2 separate regions of the Sus scrofa genome follow, and region 2 is linked to region 1. A link is a contact called in public Hi-C data. All regions are on one chromosome and are shown on one strand. Each heading gives the region's core, a stretch centred on a gene start, on an enhancer-like site or on the middle of the called end of the contact. The rest is flanking DNA. Distances are from core to core; before and after follow the strand shown. Region 1 has its middle 120 kb from the start of C18H7orf25. Region 2 holds the start of GLI3 (transcriptional activator GLI3).

Evidence for each region. Hi-C and Micro-C count contacts between places; a contact is called where the count stands out from the background.
Region 2: a Hi-C map of fetal skeletal muscle shows a contact between it and region 1, with 2.6 times the contacts expected there. The contact joins the promoter of GLI3 here to the enhancer-like site in region 1. A contact is called at or near these places in 6 of 47 Hi-C or Micro-C datasets (alveolar macrophages, embryonic fibroblasts, fetal skeletal muscle and 2 more) and 1 of 2 datasets of contacts at active chromatin or transcription factors (skeletal muscle).

Annotation. Positions count from the first base shown.
Region 1 is chr18:52,039,270-52,042,250 of Sscrofa11.1, reverse strand. No RefSeq gene overlaps it. Among named protein-coding and RNA genes, the nearest start is that of C18H7orf25, 120 kb to the right of the region's middle. Within about 2 kb of position 1,465, at least 3 of the 83 cell types and tissues checked have an H3K27ac peak or open chromatin away from gene starts, as enhancers often do. A contact at or near this core is called in fetal skeletal muscle, where this site is marked.
Region 2 is chr18:52,401,657-52,405,016 of Sscrofa11.1, reverse strand. GLI3 (transcriptional activator GLI3) reads right to left here and starts at 1,554. Exons shown (of 15, transcript XM_021078945.1): 1 at 1,439-1,554. LOC110257576 (a long non-coding RNA gene) reads left to right here and starts at 2,067. Exons shown (of 5, transcript XR_002340376.1): 1 at 2,067-2,252; 2 at 2,551-2,692.

The DNA of each region.
Region 1 (2,981 bases), core at 216-2,715:
GAGTCAGTCTACCCCTTCCCCACCCACAGAGCTCCTGGACCAACTGAAACTCAGAAACAGGCTTCCACACTTCCTTATGTCTCTGGGGAGGGGCCTGGGCAGGAGGCTGGCTGGGGTGGACCCCCCAAATTCCATGCCTGGGTGCACCCATGCTTTCCTCACGTGTACCTGAGTAACTGGGTGCTTTTTCCTCCACCCCCACCGTGTGATTTCGGAAAACCAAAGGGTTCCCAGTAAATGCCTTTAGTTGGCTTCCACCCAGAACCCTCTTTCACGACCAACCGTACCACCTGATCACTGCCTTTCTCTAGCATCCAGTAATAACAATTCGCTTAGAGCCCGTGCCCCCACAAGACCGTGGCCGTGAGGACCTAACTCAGTGCCAGGTTTTGGTAGGATGCTCGGCAAGTATTTGCTGAAATAACGACAGAATTCACCCAGCTTCCACACTTCAAACTGATCCAGCTGTGTCCTGCCAGGCTTTATCTGAAGCAGATCCATTGCTTTAAACTTGAATAGAAAAAAAAACATAACCTGGAAAGGTGATCCTAGGAGAAGGACTAGTATGAAATCCTGGTACACATGTAGGTTCTGAAGATAGACCATTATGGCTCCGTGCCCAGCTCTGCCTTCACCAGCTCTATGACCTAGAAAAATCTTATAACTGCTTTGCATGCATTTTCTGCACTTGTAATATGGGGCTAAGACTACTACCAAACTAATAGGGCCATGCAACAATTCTGTGAACATAGCTAAGAAATTTTAGGCTGTTTTCATCATTCAAAAGCTCCCTTAATCAAGGATACTGCCCTGGCCATGTGGTCAGATCCCAATTCTCGGGACAGCGGCCATTGACCCAACTTCTTCTCTCATAATTCATGAACTGGAAGCGAGACTAGTGGGGGGTGGGGGCAGCTGCTGCTGTAGTATGAAGTGTCACAAGGTGCTAAAAAGCTTAGAAAAGGTTTTAAGCACACACATGACTCTTTTTCTCCCCACTCCCCCAATTCCAGTCTGGTAAACTTTGCCAAAACACTCTTGGCCATGACTAAGAAGAAAGCAAACGCATCTAATGGTGAAATTCAAACCAGAACTGGACTCACTGGTTTGCCTGGCGTTGATTGTGCAAGACACTTGGGACAATGCAGAGTCAGGGAGGCGAAGTCATGGAACAGCAGCTTTCAAGCTTGCTCCCAGGACCCAGGCTTCGCTCTCACTCAGCCCCATGACGGTCCCTGGGATAATTAAGGACCGTGGTGTTCTGCCTCTGTCAGCTGAATTGCAAAGAAAGTTCTAGGACAGAATAAGCTGTCTTGCACCCAAGCAGCCGTTGGCTCTTGGCACTGGACCTGGAAACAGAAGTTGGCTCTAAGTCAAGCTATAAAAGCGGTTGTGTGTGGAGTACGTGTAACTGAGCAGCTGCTGACATTGCAGTGTTCCACACAAAGTCTCAGGTCCACCTCAGACGTTACAACTCAGAGATCTCTTCATAGCTTTCGCTGGCAATTGCAGTAAGGTTTCCTTAAGGAGATGGGAGAGGCCAGGCGGAAACAGCTGTTTTCCAAGCCTGCGAGCCCTCCTGTCCTTCATTCCATGTTTCATCCAAATAGAGAGAGATGCGCATGTGACAGGGACACAGCAAAAAGCAGGACAGGCAAACCCCACGCCAGCTTAACCAGGGAAAGGGAACTGACCTAACATTGTCAGGGAGGCATCAGAGTTGAATACAACGGGGAGCGCCATGGGAGAGAGCTCATGATTTTTGTGGACCAAGCATTTGTTGTTATTATTATTTTTTAATTAGAGAAAGCCTAGTAAGTTTCCAACTAACTTATCTTGGTCAGTCTGGAGAGATGGGGGAATAATGAATCTGAGAAATCTCTTCTAATCAACCGTTCAACCTCTCCCGTCATGCATTTTACCAAAGCTGCTGTGTTAGCACTGCCTCTCTTTCCTGCCTCCCTGTGCGGAGGAGTTTGTGAGCAGTAAAAATGACTACAGGTCAGGCAGTGGAGGGGAAGAAGGGGAGGAGGAGGAAGAGGAGGAACTGAGGCCCCAGATAATCTTTAAATTGTATAATCAGGTTCCAGAAATTTGACTTCATCTGTGTTATGGAGTTCTGCACAAATAAATCTTACACTAAAAGAATGTTAGAGCTGGGAGAGACCTTTAAAAAGAGCCTTAGAACTCTATCTATTTAGGGGGATAGATAAGGCCACGTTTATCCCGGAATAAAGGGCCGATAAGAATGTCGTGGGAAATAAATTTCAGTTGGATAATAATTCACACAGCTGACAAGATGCTCAATATGTTCACAAAGCTCCATAGGTGCACAAACCTAGGAAAGTGCTGGTTCAAGAAGGAAGGCGTAATTTTTTTTTTTTTTTTGTATTTTCTTGGGCTGCACCCGTGGCATATGGAGGCTCCCAGGCTAGGGGGCCTAATTGGAGCTGCAGCTGCCCACCTACACCACAGCCACAGCAACACGGGATCCGAGCTGCGTCTGTGACCTACCCCACAGCCCATGGCAATCAGCAATGCTGGATCCTTAACCTACTGAGCGAGGTCAGGGATCGAACCCGAAACCTCATGGTTCTTAGTGAGATTCGTTAACCACTGAGCCACGACGGGAACTCCAGGAAGGTATAATTTTTTCTGAAGAAACTCTGAAAGGTAACCCAGGAGCAGGCTAGAGTTGTTCTTCATCACTGGAAAAGCACTAACATTTATGGAAACATAATGGAAATTAACGTTTCTGGAGCATCTGTACAATGCACATACACACATGTGTGTTGTATGTTTTCACTTGTTTTTCTCCTTTAACCTCCATCATACACCCGTCTTCAGCTCTTACATGAGAGGCACCTGACCAGTCGGTAGGGACTAGATGGGGCTAAGGGAAGATTTCCTGGGGTAAGTGGGCCCTGTGTTGACTCTTGAATGAGGAGCAGTGGTTGGCCACATGGCAGGGAGAAATAGGG
Region 2 (3,360 bases), core at 305-2,804, 360 kb before region 1:
TCTCCAAGGCTGGGGTAAATATTTACTCCCTCTCCACCTCCTCCCGCCCATTTGCCCTCTGCAACTCCAGAAAGTAACTGTCCCCTGCGGAGTGATTCATGCCCAACTGTGCCCTGCGAAAATGCGGCCTCTTAAAGGATCAGTGCAGGAGCCGCGGTTCCGCACCCCCCCACCCCCCGCCACGGGACGCACCTCCCTGCTGCTTCTAACGCTTTTATTTCTTTTGTTTGCTTTTTCCTTCCTTTCTTTTTTTTTTTTATTATTCTTATTTTTAATGCTGTCCCTGGAGAGGAAAAGAAGTGAAAGAATCTCAAATCATCCACAGATGCGACAACTTTCACTTTTCCTCTCTTAGGACCCAGGCCCGCCCCCGACCCTCGGAGGGGAAGCGCAGGCTGCAGGAAGCCCCCGCTGCGGCGCTCCCCGCGTGGACCCACCCGCGCCTTTGCGCCCGGCCCCGGGCGCGGGGCGGGGAGGGGGGGGGCGACGGGGACGCAACAGCGCGAAGGCGGGCGCCGGAGCTCCGGGGGCTCCCGGAGTTCCTTTTAGCCTCGGGATGCGGAGTGGAGGCGAGGGGCGCCGTCGTCGGGCTGCTGCGAACTTCGTCCATCACCGCCACCACCAGCACCCCGAGGTGAAACTCTGCAGCCCGTCTCCGGGGGGCCGCGGGGTCCGACGCTCGGAAGGGGAGTATCAGGCAAGAGGGGGCGAAGGGAAGCCTCGCTGCGGCTGCTCTGGAAATCTGGGCGCCTTCTGACAGCCATTTTCATTTCCTCCCGCTCCCCCCGACGGGGACCGGGTCTGGACCCGGCGGTGCGGGCGCGGCCGCAGGAGCGGGCTGCCCGGTGCGGGGCACCGCGAAACAAAGAACTTCGGGCGGGACGTACCTGCGGCGGCGGCGGCGGCTGTCAAGTCCCCGAACTTCCCATAGACCCGCGTCCGGGGCGCGGGCCGGCGGGCGGGCGGGCGGCTCCGGGCTTCCGCGGGGCCGCGGGCGGCGCGGGCTAAAGCGGGCGGCCGGGCAGGGCGCGGGGGGCGCCAGCCGCAGGCATGGTGCGGCGCGGGCGGCCGCGGGGCGCGCGGGGAGGGCGGGTCGGGGCGGCGAGGGTGCGCGAGGGCGAGTGTGCAAGCGCGCCGGTGGCGGCGGCGGCGGCGGTGGCGGTGGCGCTGCCCCTGCCCGCTCCCGCCCGCTCGTGCGGCTCCGGCATCGGTTTCAGGGATCGTGTAATCCGATCCCTTCTGACTCACAGGCCCTGAGTGACAGTTCTGATTTGGTTCACCCGCGGGAGGGAGGGGAAAGAGAAAGAAAGAAAGCCCCCGCCGTGCTCCCCTCCTGGCGTCCAATCGACTTTCTGGAAGAAGGTCCCATCCCGGCCTGCAAGCCCGCGCGGGCTGGGAAGCGCCCCCCGCCCGGACCCGCGCAGCCGGCGCTACTCACGGGTGGAAAAGTTGTCCCTCGGCTCCGCGCTTCCCTCCCTCGCGCTCCCTCCTTCCCTCCTCTTCCTCCTCCTCCACCCCGCGCTCCTCCTCCCCCAAGTTTTAACAGATGTTGCCGGACTCTCGGCTCGCGCTCCCTCTGCCCCCGCCCCCGCCCCCGCCCCGTCGCTTTTCTTTCGGCCCCTCGTCGGAGCGGTGGGGACGCGCCGAGCCGCAGGACGCCCGCCGCCGCAGGGGGCGAAGTTGGGAAAACTTGGAGGAGTGCAGCTCGCCTTACTTTTGCTTTCTCGCTCCTTCCAGGCCTCGCCGGGGGCCCGCGCTTCCCCGCCCGCCGGGTCCCCGCGCCCGCAGCGGGTCCCAGCGGCGACGCGGGCGGCGGCGAGGAGGCGGCGCGGGCCGGGGTCGGGGGCTGGCGGGGTGGGGGGGGGAGCCCGGAGCCACGCGCGCGCGCTCCCTCCCCGCCCTCCGCCCCCTCCGCCCCTCCCCGGTCCTCACGCAGACACATTCAAGCCTGCTCCTCCTCTTCCCCCTCCTTGACCCCGCGCCCGCTCGGCGCGCCGAGGCCCCACCCACCCGGCGAGGGGAAGGGGGCCCGGGCGTGATGTCACCGCCGCCCTCCCCGCCCGCGCTCGCGGGGCCGCCCCGCCGCCCCCCCTCCCGGGCGCCCCGCGCGCCCGGGCTGCGTCTGCCGGCTCCCCTCGCCTCCCACCCGCCTCTCCGCTCCCCTTGCTCCCGCGCCCAGTTTGGGCTCCGCTTTCTTCTTTCAGGGCCTCTCGGATCACAACCCCCGCCCCCCCTTGGCTCGCCCGCTCCTGGTACGTTTCCCGGGGCCAACCCTGAAACTCCCGCTTTGGCCGGAGATGCTTTTGCAAAGTTCAGGGTTTTCCTCGCCACCGGACTCGTCTGCCCTTGGGGCCAGATCTGGGAAGTGGGAACTCCCGTTGCCCAGCCTGCTGTCCCCGTGGGCCACCCTATAAAGGACACAAAAACAAAGCCCCGGGGCTTGGAGCGTGGACTGAAACGCGGTACTCTTCCCAGAGCTGCAGAGTGTCTCTGTGCCTGATTTATTTTCAGCGGCCTGTACGAGTGAAATGATGTTCCCTCTTTCCTCAGCTGGCCAGCCTGCAGGCGTCTCTTCGTTTTGCAGTGTACACCACCTGAATCTGTAACCCCAAAGAGGAGTTCCCACGGGGGGGAACAAAAGAAGAAAAAGAAAGCGAACCCCGGTGGCGCTCCCAAATCCACCCTTCCCAGGGTAAGCTGAGACCCCACCCACCCACCCGCCGCCAGCAGCGCCGCGGAGCTCAGGGTGCACTTGTGTTGACTCGCTGGAGCGTCTTGACTGAAGGAAGAGTGTGGGTGGATGAATGATTAGCTCTTATGATCGGAAGAGCATTTTGAGATTCACATGCTTCACTGGAGAATTCTTCTTTCAGCGAATTAATGGTGGTATTCAGTATTTGTTTCCTGGGACTTGTTGCTTATCTCAAAGACTCCACAAAAGCAGACCCTGACTTAAGCTTTTATGGTCGACGCAGTGCAGATAAAGTAGGGCTGAAGGTCCTTTTTAAGCATGTATTTTATGATTTCTCTATCTCACCATGCTGGGGGCGGGCGCGGGGGTGTGTGTGGGGGGAAGCCCACCACTTACTCATCCTACGGAGCAGGGGTCTCAGGAGACCTGGGTGGTGGTCCCAGCTTCTCCTCCCTAACTGGCCTCAAGCCCAGCAGGATTTGCTGAGTATCCACAAACTCTGGGCCCATCTGTGGAATGGCGATAGGAAAACTAGGCCACATACCTCCCAGGATTTGTAAGGGTTTGCGTTGAGATAATGCATGTGAACGTATAAAGGCACAGAAATGCCCAGGAATTATTATTACACCCTTTGCCATATATACTCCTTCAGCACCAGTCACAGTATT